Linked DNA regions of Mus musculus: all the other regions are linked to region 2. A link is a contact called in public HiChIP or PLAC-seq data. All regions are on one chromosome and are shown on one strand. The core of a region is the stretch at or near the end of the contact, and the rest is flanking DNA. Distances in the headings are between cores, read along the strand shown. Region 1 overlaps Rgs9 (regulator of G-protein signaling 9). Region 2 holds the start of Wipi1 (WD repeat domain, phosphoinositide interacting 1). Region 3 holds the start of 1700096J18Rik (RIKEN cDNA 1700096J18 gene).

Region 1 (3,668 bases), core at 66-2,565, 340 kb after region 2:
AATGGAGGCTCGGAGAGGCTAACACTACTTGGTCAGGGTCACTTGGTTGGGCTAGAATGACTCAATTCTATTCAGCATAACACTTTTGTGTTTCTAGTGGGTTCCAGCCCTAAGCTGAGCCCAGGAGCAAGGAGATGGAATTGTCTCTTTCCCCAGCCCCTCCATGCCCTCTGCTACTTCTGTGCTCTGAGTGGGACAATCTCAGCCACCCACACCCTGACAAAACCCTTCCAGGAGCTGCCGCTCAGAGCTGTCTCAGTGGCTCCCACTTTCCTCCTCCAGAAGTCCTAGATAAGTCTGAGTACCCAGACTCTTCAGAGATTCCTCTCCTCACTTGAGGCTCTGTGGGACAGGGAATTCCTAAAAGACTCCTTTCTTCTGAGACACCAGTGTCCCCTTAACTCCATGACTTAACTCATGGATTTTAGATGTGGAATCCTACCACAAAACTAGATGGGCCATGTGGGCTTGCCTGTAGAGAGAGTTTTTGTCATGCTGAGCCCCTCCCGCTGTGTGTGTGTGTGTGTGTGTGTGTGTGTTCTTCCTCTTCCTTTTTTTCCTCCTCTTGTGGCTATGTGACTTGCTCATTCTTTTGTGGCCCAGCCTCGTAAATTACACACGCTATGCCCGACACTCTAGTGGTGGAAGTCAGCATAAAACTCCACCTGGTTCTAAGCGGGAGGGGAAACAGACCCCTCCATCCACAGGAAGGGCCTGGAGACACATTTCTGAATCACTACAGAGACCGTTTTTGATTTTGCTTCTGTTTTCATAATGTTTTCTCACAGTACGAACACCACAGGCAAGTCTGTATTTACTTGAGTACTCTTGCAACGCTTAGACTAAAAACCACTCAAAGGCTGGAGCTATGTTTTGACTCCCAGTAATTGGAACATAGTAGGAGATCAATAAATCCATGAATGAGCAGAAGATTAAACAAATGGAATTGTGAAAAAAAAAGTCACATGAGCAACTCGATGAATTCCTTATTTACTGGCTCTTTGGGATCTGTCACAGCTCTCCTGACCTCCGCACAGTGCTGCTGCTGAGCAAGTCCAGACAGGCCAGCTGGTCTCATTAAAGATGGGCTCCATTTACAAGGCTGGCTAGTATTATAGAAACCACGCAAACCTCAGGGTGCTTGTGGTCCATCCTCCCGAGGACTCCGGCTGGTTACGCTGGTAGAAAATCCATTAGGTTGTTAAGGGGAATAGGGGCAACAATGTTTCTATTTAATTTCCAGAGGAGGTTGGTAGAACACCCTCCTGGAATGGCTGCGCTGCTCACCCATCTGGCTCTCTGGATGCTATTATGCTCTTCACAGAACATTAACGAGGAAGTAAATCCACCACCTCTGTGTGAGGAGGGTGTTTGCGTCATCTCGTGTTGCCCGTTGCCTGGGAAAACAGACGTTAATAAATGTGAGCACAGCTAGCCTTGGAAGTGGGACTGGTGCTCTTGGCGTGATAATGAGTACTTCTTCCCTTCCGGAGGGGGAGGCCCGGCATCACTTCCTCCTGCGGTGGCAAAGGGGAGATGATTAGACAAAACAGGATAACCTTTTACAGTCCCCAGCAGGACTGAGAAAAGGCTATGACTTGTCACCGCCTCACTGGAGGGACAGGGAAGGACAAACAGGAGAAAAATAGGACTTCCTGAGACACTCGTTGCTCCAGCATAGCTCTGGTGTGGATTGTTACCCATCTGCCTGTTGGGATGTTGATTATCTTGTTTGCTGAAGCAGGGAAACCAGTATGAAGTCAGGGAGGCCACTGGGTCACATGATCATCTCTGCTCGCTTCGTAGTGACTTTGGTGACAGATCTGATTCTGGAGCTGGTCATGGTGACAGCACCTAAGTCATGCAGCCCAGTACCATGAAGAAGTGGAACACATTCTCAATTCCCAGAGAGGATGCAGCAGCCCACCCCCCCCGCCCCCACATACAGGGCCTTCCACTCCTCCTCTTCCTTCATCTTTTGTACTTAACAGTGAGTGACAGACTGTTAAGGAGCCCACCAAGACAAAGGGACCTCACCAAGTTGCTAGGATCGAATGAGTCCATGCATGTTGGAACGGTACCCGGAGCAAAAGAGTGATGTGCTATTGGCAGTGCTTGCTGTGTTTTTTATGTACATTCTTTGAGCAGGTGGGGAAAGCGGTCCAGGTCATCAGGAATGGGGGTCATCTTAGACCTTAAGATGTGAAGCACTGCTCGCCCTGAGCCTAGCTTTTGTGTTGTTTTAGGACTGGAAAGGAAAGGAACAAAGCCGACAGGTACGCGCTGGACTGCCAGGAGAAGGCGTATTGGCTGGTGCACCGAAGTCCGGTAAGTAAGGCTTCCCTTTCTCCCCTGACTCCTCCCCATTCTGTGCTCACCGCAGCACAGCTGCCTCTGGCTTCCCACCTTCTTGTCGCCAACAAGAGTTGAACTGGATTATCTGGTGTGGGCTGCCTTGTGCTGTGTCTTCTTGGTGGGGTCCTTACAGCTTGTCTGTCAGTGTTAAGTACCAAGCAACGGGAATCGACTCATCTTTTGTGAGGGTTTGGAATTTTTGTTGTTGAGGTTTAAGGAAATAAGAAGATCTGGGAACACAGGTCCCGAATGAGAAAAAAAACAAGACACTGAGAGCAGAGATGATGTCCTGTGCATCTCCAGACAGACAGACAGACACAGATGTCCTGTGCATCTCCAGCTCTGTCTTTTCCTCCCTGGTCCAGGTCAGCAGCTGGGAAGGGAGGAAGACAGGAGGACTGAGCACGCTTCTCAAGCTTCTCATTGCTCGGAGCACCTTGCTTCTTTGGCTTTTGGACTTCTATTTATTTTATGTGTATGAATGGTTTGCACTCATGCACGTATGTGCACCAGGTGTGTGCCTGGTGCCCCCCAGAGATCAGAAAAGGGTCTCGGATCCTCTGGTACTGGAGTTATAGATGTTTCTGGATCATACCTGTATATGGTGCTGGGAGCGGAGCCTGGCTCTTCTGAAAGATCAGCAGTGCTCTTTACCCATGAGCCATCTCTACAACCCAACTTTGGGACTTCCAATGGCTCCAACTTGGCTCCAAGAGACAGGTTGGCCACAATGGATGTAACCTGTCCCAGCTTGGTATTAGGAAATGGCAGTCTCATTTCCCAGCATTCCACTAGAGTTATCTCAGCTGCCTCAGTTTCCCTCTTGGGTTATAGAAAGTGCGAGAGGTTGACAGAGACTCCGGAAAGTGAAGCATCAAATGTTCTTATCAAAACAAATGTTCTTTCTCCTCCTCTTTTATTGACCTTGCCTCGCAATGACCAGACATGCTCAGAACAGGAAGTGAATGGAGTCAGGAATGGTGTTAAAGCCTGGCCACTCTCCCTTTCAGAGTCTGGCTGGCTTGCCCATCTTTGTCTGTCTCCAACAGATTGTTCTTAAGGTGTAGCCACCATGGTGCACGATTTGAATGTTGTCTTGCTGAAGCGAATGTTCTGGGCTTGATTCCTCAGTAGCTTGCTTGGTTGATCTTAGCTTCAGGGGTCGTCTTCAAGAAAAAAACTGATTTTTAGCTTCCCGACCCAGATTCCTGGGGGTTGACTGTGGAAGACTGAGCCCGGAGTCCTAGAGCATCCGGGCCTCCACAGTGGATGTTTGGAGAGAGAGCTTGTTTTGTGACTTCTCTGTGTTTTAG
Region 2 (3,777 bases), core at 1,097-3,596:
ACCTTTACTTGGGTTCTGGCGCCAGAACTAAAGTCTTCACACTTGTACAGTGGGCACCTTGACTCACTGAGCTGCCTGGCTGGTCTTGTTGCCTGTTTATTCTTCTCTTTTCAAAGTATATCTTCTAGAATTTTCCAGATTATATATGAATCTCATATGTGTGATCTTTATTTTTATCGCTGGGCACTGCTGCCTCCAAACACCTCTTGCATCTGTCCTAACATTTCTGATCTTGGTATCATCACATTAGCCCGTTCTCTTGTTCCATCACTCCCAGAATGTCATCTTAGTTCCCTAAAGACTTCTAAGCCTTCTAATTTGATCTGCAGACACTGGCCAAGTTTATCTGCCCATGACACTGCTTTTATCATGACACACTCCTAGGCAAAGACTAAGCCCAGCTCCCATCGCTGCCTCCCCAAAGTCCAACTGCTTAATTAACAAACTGATAATAGGCCCCACTTTAAAACCATAGTGTGCACTTCATCTAATACTTCCAAAAGCTTAGCGCCTAGACTGCCAGGCTCTTTCCTCTTTCAACCAAACCGAAAAGATGGCAGCATTGAGCTGAGCTGGGAGGTGGGAGGGGGAGATGCAGCTAGGACTGAAAAGCTTGTTAAGATGACCAAAACATCCAAACAGCAATTCTTTACTCTGGGGTTGGATTATAGCAATCATCCGGGCCAGATCTGTGAGTCGACAGAGCATTGGACTTGAGAAAGTAAACTGTTACATTTTATCTGGGAAAACCCAAACAGGAGAACCAACCAATAAGAAAAGTTTATGCAAAACAGGCTCTCTTGTTCATCCATTCTAAACATCCGTACATGTTATGTATCATTTCATCAGGAATTGGGGAAACATGGCTGAGTATGATGGTTCACCCCATGATCCTATGACCTGGGAAGCCAAGGAAGGAGGATCAGTTACCAAGTGCTTGAGGATCGGTGGACTATAGCTTGAGACAATGTATCCAAAATAAATAAATAATAAACAAGGTGGCTGGATATGAACCGAATTGCCACAATCTACAGAACTGTGACACCATTATCATCATAGTAATAATAATGGCGATGATGAAGATTTCAGAGGCTGTAGAGATGGCTCAGCAGTGTTTTTACTGATGAGCGGAATTCTGTTCCCCAGAACCCACACCAGGCACCTCACAACCAATTGTATACAAGCTTGGGAAGCAAATCTCCAGTTTGCTTCAGAATGCATCTCAAACGACATGAGCTTCAAGCTGTACTGTCTTGTACAGTATTCTAGTTTCTCTCCTTTCTATACAAATCGAATGTCTGGTCAAATACTGCTGAGCAAAGTTGTATGATAACAAGTCCTGAAAGAAGACCCTTTCACATGCCGCTGTGTATTGTTGGTTTTAGATAATATAGTCTAGCCAGTGCTTTAACCGGGTTTTCAGTAAATCGGGTAGGAACATACCAAGGTAATATTGTTAATGTAAGGGTCGGGGTTAGCAAGAGCTCTTTCTCAACTGTGGGGCTGTATGTGGCTTCTTAATCGGCTGGGGATCTTTTTCCGAGAAGCTTAAGGGCTCTCCAAAACGGCTGGACTTTGATGTCTACTGATTTCAACTACAACTGCTGTAAGCTTAGCGGGCGGGCAAGGAAGCAGGCGTCCGCCCGCCTCCTTGGCGTTGTCTCCGACGCTAAGGCAGGCTTGAAGCCTGAAGCTCCACTCCTCCTCCTCACCCTCTGGACGCTCTGGCAATGAAAACACCACCACGTGGCCTGCTGCCTTTGCCTCGCGCACCTTCGGCCAATGGCAAACGGTTTCTCCGACTAGGGGGCGGGTCGTCAACAGCTGTCCCGCCCACTAGCCCTATTGATTGACTAAAAGAGTTGGTGGCCAATCCTGGCTGTCTGCGGAAGGCTCTGTTCGGTCAGCAGTTCTGTTCCCAGTGATAAAGAGGCGGGGTGGGGACAGAGACGGCCTGGAGAGGGGGCGGGGCTACCAAGCTAGGTAGAAGGAGGCTCGGGGCGGGGCCTGGTTGGCTCAGGGCGGAGCTAGGGCTGTGAGGGGGTGGGGCTAGGTGCCCGAAGTGGAGAGGGCGAGGCTAAGTGGGAAATGTGTAGGGCGGGTCCTGAAGGTCCCAGGCAGGGCTAGAGCCGAGAGGGGCGGTACTTGAGGCAGGGGCGTGGCCTGGCTGTTTTAGGACCCAGCCGATTCTCTGAAGGAGGGGCGGGGGTTTGGAGTGGGGCGGAGCTAAATGGGAATCGTGTAAGGGCGGGGTCTTACGATGGAGGGGCGGAGCTAAGTGGTATCTGAGTGGGCGGGGTCTGTCTGGAGGCGAGCCCGGGGCGGGACCGACGCGGCAAGCCGGCCCACGGAGCCGGCGCGGGCGGGCTGCTGAGGTGGCTGTCCCCCGCTCAGAGCTGCGGCTTCTCGGGTCGAGCCCCCGATGGAGGCCGAAGCCGCAGATGCCCCTCCGGGCCGAGTGGAGGCGGCGCTCAGCTGCTTCTCTTTCAACCAAGACTGCACGTAAGCCACGGCGCCAGCCCCCTGGCCAGGGAAGTGGGGGACAGAATGTCGCCACCAAAGGGTGTTGTCCTGTAACGCAACTGGTGGCTAGCCGGGGCCTGCGCGCCGATGGTACCTCGGCAGGGCAGCCTGTGTCGCGGCGTTGCTCGGCTGTAGGGGTTTGAGCCCACCCAGACGACTGCCAGCCAGCGCCTGCCAGAAAGAGCCGGCTAGGGTGACCCAAACAAGTCAGCAAGGAGGGCGGAGGGGGGACCTTGAATGTGGGGGAGGGACTTGGTGTGGGCCACCTAGTGACCGAAAGGGAGATCAGGGACCAAAACAAAGGTGAGGGAAGGGAGGAATGTGCAACTTGACTCAAGAGGGAGGATGCAGAGAGTCGGAAAGATGAAGAAAAACTTTACCATTTGTCCTTGAGTATCTCAACGTGGCATTTGGGCAGGGCCTCGGACAAACAGTCAGTCTATCCCTGTGGCCCGACCAGCCCCAGCACTGGGCATCTTGGCTGGTCTCTTTGGCCGTAGGAAGCTTTTCTTTATTTGCCTTTCTGTGTTTACTCGCTGTCCACCCAGTCCCAGGAATCTCCTGGAAGCTCAGGAGCCCTTTCTCTGCCCCAGACAGCTTCCCATCCCTGAAGCAGGCGCTCCACCCTGTTGCTTTTAAGTGGCTTTTTAATGTTTCACTATGATGGTCAACGTTTAGACTTTGGTCCATAAACAAGGGATTGCTTGCCTGAGTTCTAGGCATCTGCAGGATTGAATCTTAAGACACAAGCTACTGTTTTCTTCCCTGTTTTTGTGCAAGCCAGCCTGGGGACCATATGGATTAATCTCTTTGGAATGTGGAGCCCTGAAGCATCAGGGCAGGGATGACCACTTCCCAGTGTCCCACTTCCGGCTGTACCAGTTTCTGCTCTGTTCCTGGTTTGGGCTCAGCTTCAGGCTTGTGCCTTGGCTGCTGCTAGCTGAACTGTGCTAATATTGAACATTCATTCGTTGGTGTAATTAAGGCCATAAGCAGCCCTGGTTTTCATTCCCTTTGTGTTTCTGTTTGAAAAACCCCTGCTCTGAACAATATGTCTTTGTTTGAAAAATCTGTGTGTGTAATCATATAATCCAGTAATTCGACAGCTTGGCTACATGAGTGACTCTCAGGCTGCCTCTGACCACAACCCACAATAAAAAAGTACATCTTACAACATCTCCCCATAGCCATAGATATGTAATATGCACAAACTATTAAGTGGGGTACCTTGTGGCATTTTCTTGGGATTTTGTT
Region 3 (3,847 bases), core at 430-2,929, 260 kb after region 2:
CTCACTGTGTAGCCCTGTCAGTTCTTGAACCCTGGGTGGTTTTTCCATGTGGCCTCCCAAATGTTGGGTTTACGGAGATATGCAACCACGGCAGCTCTGCTGGTTCCTGGCTTCCTGGTCTCTTGCTGCGTTCTAGGCGCCATTGAAGGGTCTCTCATCTGTTAAGTAGTCTCCTGTTCTGCAGGAGAAAACAGAGACTCCCCGACCCTACAGTACAGCTGCCCAAGGTCAGCTTTCAAGGAGCGACGTGGATTCAAATCGTGCCGCCCCAACCTGCATCATCTTGAACAAACCCACTGATGCGCAAATCATGGGTGCTCCTTTTGGGAACACTCGGGGAGTATTTAGGGAACCTACACCAATCTTCATTAAGTTTTATTGTTAGATGGGTGGACAGATATCATACATCAGGGGCCTCTTGTAACATGTCCTTTTGTTAATGGGAGAATGAACTAGAAGAGTCTCCTTCCCCTTCACTTTCTTAGTGGTGCTGGGCATAGAACTTAGGACTTGTAGTGCCCTGTGCAAGTATGATATTACCATTGTACTACATCCCTCACCCCAATACTAAAAGTTGAGCGGTTAGCTCTCCAAACCACCCTCCGGGCTTTGCTTAAACCCTGAGTACATCCTGTGTAGTGTCTGCTGTGCTCAGGGAGTCCCCCACCCCCACTCTGAGCCCCTGGGCTGGGCAGGGCTGGGCAGAAGTTCCCTCCCAGTGCTGGGTTGGGCACTGTGCCCAGACGTAGGCTTTTCTAGGTCAGGCAGTTCTATCTTCAGCCTGGCCCTAGGATACAGCTTGTGTAAAGTGCAGACATCGAAGGCATGCTGTGTAAACACAGACTATCTCCCTCTCCAAAGTTTCCTTTTGGGGAAGCTCCTCAAACTGGGAGACTCCATTCCAACTCCTTATCGGCTTCAGCTTCCTACGCTGATAGAAGGAAGCTATTAAAGTTCGCTTCCTGGTATTGCCTTGACCCTACGGGGACAAGCTCCTGAAATGTCCCTCGGAGGAGAATTTTTTTTCACACTCCTCAAATCCATTTACTCAGCCTAAATCCCCACATCAAACAAGCCTGCAGGAACTTTGAACATGTTTCAGCCAAACCCTATGCCCTACCGTTTACTGTCTTACTCCAGCTGGCTTAAATGTGTTTGTTTGGCTCTTGTTGAACAGTCTCCTCTGCCTCTTCCACTCATTTATAAACATTTTCCCTTCTCAGTGTCTGCCAATCCTTTCACGGTCTCTCATATGGTTGTTTTAAGATAAAAATCATGTGTGTGTGTGTGTGTGTGTGTGTGTGTTGTGTGTGTTGTGTGTGTTGTGTGTGTTGTGTGTGTGTGTGTTGTGTGTGTGTTGTGTGTGTGTGGTATGTGTGTGTGTGTGTGTTGTGTGTATATTGTGTGTGTGTACATTCTTGGTGAGAGTGCAGGTATGTATACCATGCTGGTCATGTGGAGGCCAGAGAACAACTTCAGGCATCTGTCCTTACCTTGTACCTTGCCTGAGACAGGGTCTCCTGTCCACTGCAGTGCCCACAGGCTAGCTGGCTTCTCAGCCTCCGTGGACTCTCCCGTCTTTACCTCACAACTTGCCTTAGGGACTGGAGACATGCTCTCTGGCTCAGCTCTGAGTGGGTGCTGGCTGGCAATCCACACTCGCTTGGGTCTTCACACTTGCCCAGCAAGCATTTAACTCATTAGGTCATCCCACCCCCCACCCCACCCCCCAAAGCCTCACAAAGGTTCTGCTTGCCTGTGTAAACAGTCTCATTCTTCCCCGTGCCCTTCTGATTATAAAAGACTCAGTCCTCACATCTGACTGGAGGAAAGAATGGGGTGCGGGGCATGAGGGGGAAGGGAAGGCAACAGATATCATAAAGAGTGAGCTAAGAACAATCCTAGTGTTCCCTAGGACTCTTTCTTTTCTCTCTCTCCCATCTGAACTGTGGGGCCCGGTCTCTGGCTCACACAGGATAGCACGCCAACATGGTTCCTTTTGTAATGTGATTTGGATGTGCAGTGTCCCCCACAGGCTCCTGTGTTTGAGCACTTGGTCCTCAGCAGGTGACGCTGTTTGGGAAGGTTGTAGAACCTTCAGAAAGTGAAACCTTATTGGAGGAAGCAAGCCGCTGGGGGCCCTGACCTTGAGTTCTTATTGCCTGGAAGCCCCATTTCCTGTCTGTTCTCAGCTTTCTGACTAGAGACTCAATGTAACTTGCTATCTCACATTCCAGCCATGGCTTCATCCCCATCATGACAGACTTCAAGCTATAAGCTAGGATCAACCCTTCTCTTAAGTCCTCCTCCTTCTCCCTCCCCCTCCTCCTCACCTTCTTCTTTCCTCTCCCCTTCCTCTTCCTCCCCCTCTTCTTTTTTCTTCTCCTCTTCCTCCTCCCCCTTTCCCTCCTCCTCCTCTTTCCCCTCCTACAATTTTCCTTCTACTTCTTGAGACAGGACCACCCATATCTCTGGCTGTCTTCAAACTTACCATTAAACCAGAGAAAGCCCATGAACTTCTAACCCTCATAAGTGCTGAGATCACAGGTACATACCACCATGTTCATTTTTTGTAGTCCTTGGAGCTGAACCCAGAACTCAACCACGATACATCCTGAGTCCTTAAATCATTTCTTGTCAGATATTTAGTCATCAACAAGAAAAGTAGCTAATAATGAGTGTTCCTGTCCTTCTGTAGCCCCCTCCCCAAATAGACAGGGCCATCCTGGGTAAACAAGGTGGTATAGGGGGACTTCTGAAGGTAGATCATAAAAGACACCATAGCTTCTGTATTCTCTTGAGTCACCTGGCAGGGGAGAAGCTGGCTGCCATCTTGTGGGGACACTCAAGTGGCCCCCTGGAGAGAGATCGTGTGGCAAAGAGTTGATGCTTCTTGCCTATAGGCAACACCAACACAGAGGCCACACCAGTATCAGAAACAGACCCTTGTTCCGTGGTTCTCAACCAGTGGGTCGAAAATCCTTAGAAGTCATATATCAGATATCCTGCATATCAGATATTTGTGTTACAATTCACACCAGTAGCAAAATTACAGTTATGAAGTAGCAATGAAATAATTTCATGGTTGTGGTAAGGAACTGAATTAAAGGGTTGCAGCATTAGGAAGGTTGAGAGTCACTGCAGCTCAACCCTAGGCAGGTAACAATGCCTGTGACCTCACAAGAGACCCTGGGTGGGGCCCCGAGGCTGAACTACTTCCAAATTCTAGAGCTTCTGGAACTATATAAAATAGTGTCCATTGTTATGGTAAAACTACTACGTTTCAGAGAGATTTAGAATATAACAGATAACCAATTTGAAGGCTGGAAATGTAACTTAGTTGGTACCATGCTTTCTCGGCTTGAAGGAAGTCCTGAGTTCCATCCCCAACATCACATAAACCTGAGTATGACGGTGCCTGCCTGTAATCTTAGCGCTTGGGATGTGGAGGTGAGAGGATCGGAAGTCCAAAGTCATGCCTAGCCACACGGAGCCAGCCTGAGAGACAGGAGCATGAGAATCTACCTAAAACAAAACTAGACAAAGCAACAACGCCATCAGCCAAGCTGCAGAGATGACTCGGTGGCTAAGGGTACACATTACACTTGTGGAGGACCTGAGTTCAGTTCCCGGCATATAGTCAGGTGGTATGTCCCATGACACAAGCTGGGAATGCCATTGTTCCCATTTTATGTACAGTGACCCTCCCTTATCCAGAGAGATGTGTGTCAGGATGCTCCAAGGATGCACTAAACTGTAGCCAGTTCTGAATCGCACATGCACTTTGTTTATTTCCCAGTCTGGACACTGCAGACAGCAAAGTTTGAGTCATAAATTAGGCATCACA

What was found. HiChIP or PLAC-seq counts read pairs in DNA pulled down with a chosen protein or histone mark.
Region 1: a contact with region 2 is called in an H3K4me3 HiChIP or PLAC-seq map of bone marrow-derived macrophages, with 6 times the contacts expected there. The contact joins the enhancer-like site here to the promoter of Wipi1 in region 2. A contact is called at or near these places in 6 of 39 promoter capture datasets (the C10 cell line, the HPC-7 cell line, cranial neural crest and 3 more), 1 of 15 datasets of contacts at CTCF or cohesin (CD8 T cells), 3 of 484 Hi-C or Micro-C datasets (the N1E-115 cell line, bone marrow-derived macrophages and forebrain), 9 of 115 datasets of contacts at active chromatin or transcription factors (acute myeloid leukemia, bone marrow-derived macrophages, craniofacial prominence and 4 more) and 4 of 9 other capture datasets (adipose tissue, liver, macrophages and 1 more).
Region 3: a contact with region 2 is called in an H3K27ac HiChIP or PLAC-seq map of acute myeloid leukemia, with 4 times the contacts expected there. The contact joins the promoter of 1700096J18Rik here to the promoter of Wipi1 in region 2. A contact is called at or near these places in 14 of 39 promoter capture datasets (the 3T3-L1 cell line, 3T3-L1-derived adipocytes, the C10 cell line and 8 more), 2 of 15 datasets of contacts at CTCF or cohesin (the G1E-ER4 cell line and large pre-B cells), 16 of 484 Hi-C or Micro-C datasets (B cells, the Ba/F3 cell line, the G1E-ER4 cell line and 8 more), 21 of 115 datasets of contacts at active chromatin or transcription factors (the HPC-7 cell line, acute myeloid leukemia, astrocytes and 14 more) and 3 of 9 other capture datasets (adipose tissue, liver and pancreatic islet).

The regions. Positions count from the first base shown.
Region 1 is chr11:109,267,583-109,271,250 of GRCm38.p6, reverse strand. It overlaps Rgs9 (regulator of G-protein signaling 9), which reads left to right. Exons shown (of 19, transcript NM_011268.2): 8 at 2,247-2,328. Among named protein-coding and RNA genes, the nearest start is that of Rgs9, 29 kb to the left of the region's middle. Within about 2 kb of position 1,315, at least 84 of the 459 cell types and tissues checked have an H3K27ac peak or open chromatin away from gene starts, as enhancers often do. A contact at or near this core is called in CD8 T cells, the HPC-7 cell line, the N1E-115 cell line and 4 more, where this site is marked.
Region 2 is chr11:109,609,958-109,613,734 of GRCm38.p6, reverse strand. It overlaps Wipi1 (WD repeat domain, phosphoinositide interacting 1), which reads left to right and starts at 2,346. Exons shown (of 13, transcript NM_145940.2): 1 at 2,346-2,502. The coding sequence starts at 2,423. Gm11685 (a long non-coding RNA gene) reads right to left here and starts at 548. Exons shown (of 3, transcript XR_880280.2): 1 at 1-548.
Region 3 is chr11:109,344,699-109,348,545 of GRCm38.p6, reverse strand. 1700096J18Rik (RIKEN cDNA 1700096J18 gene) reads right to left here and starts at 1,679. Exons shown (of 2, transcript NR_027883.1): 1 at 1,494-1,679.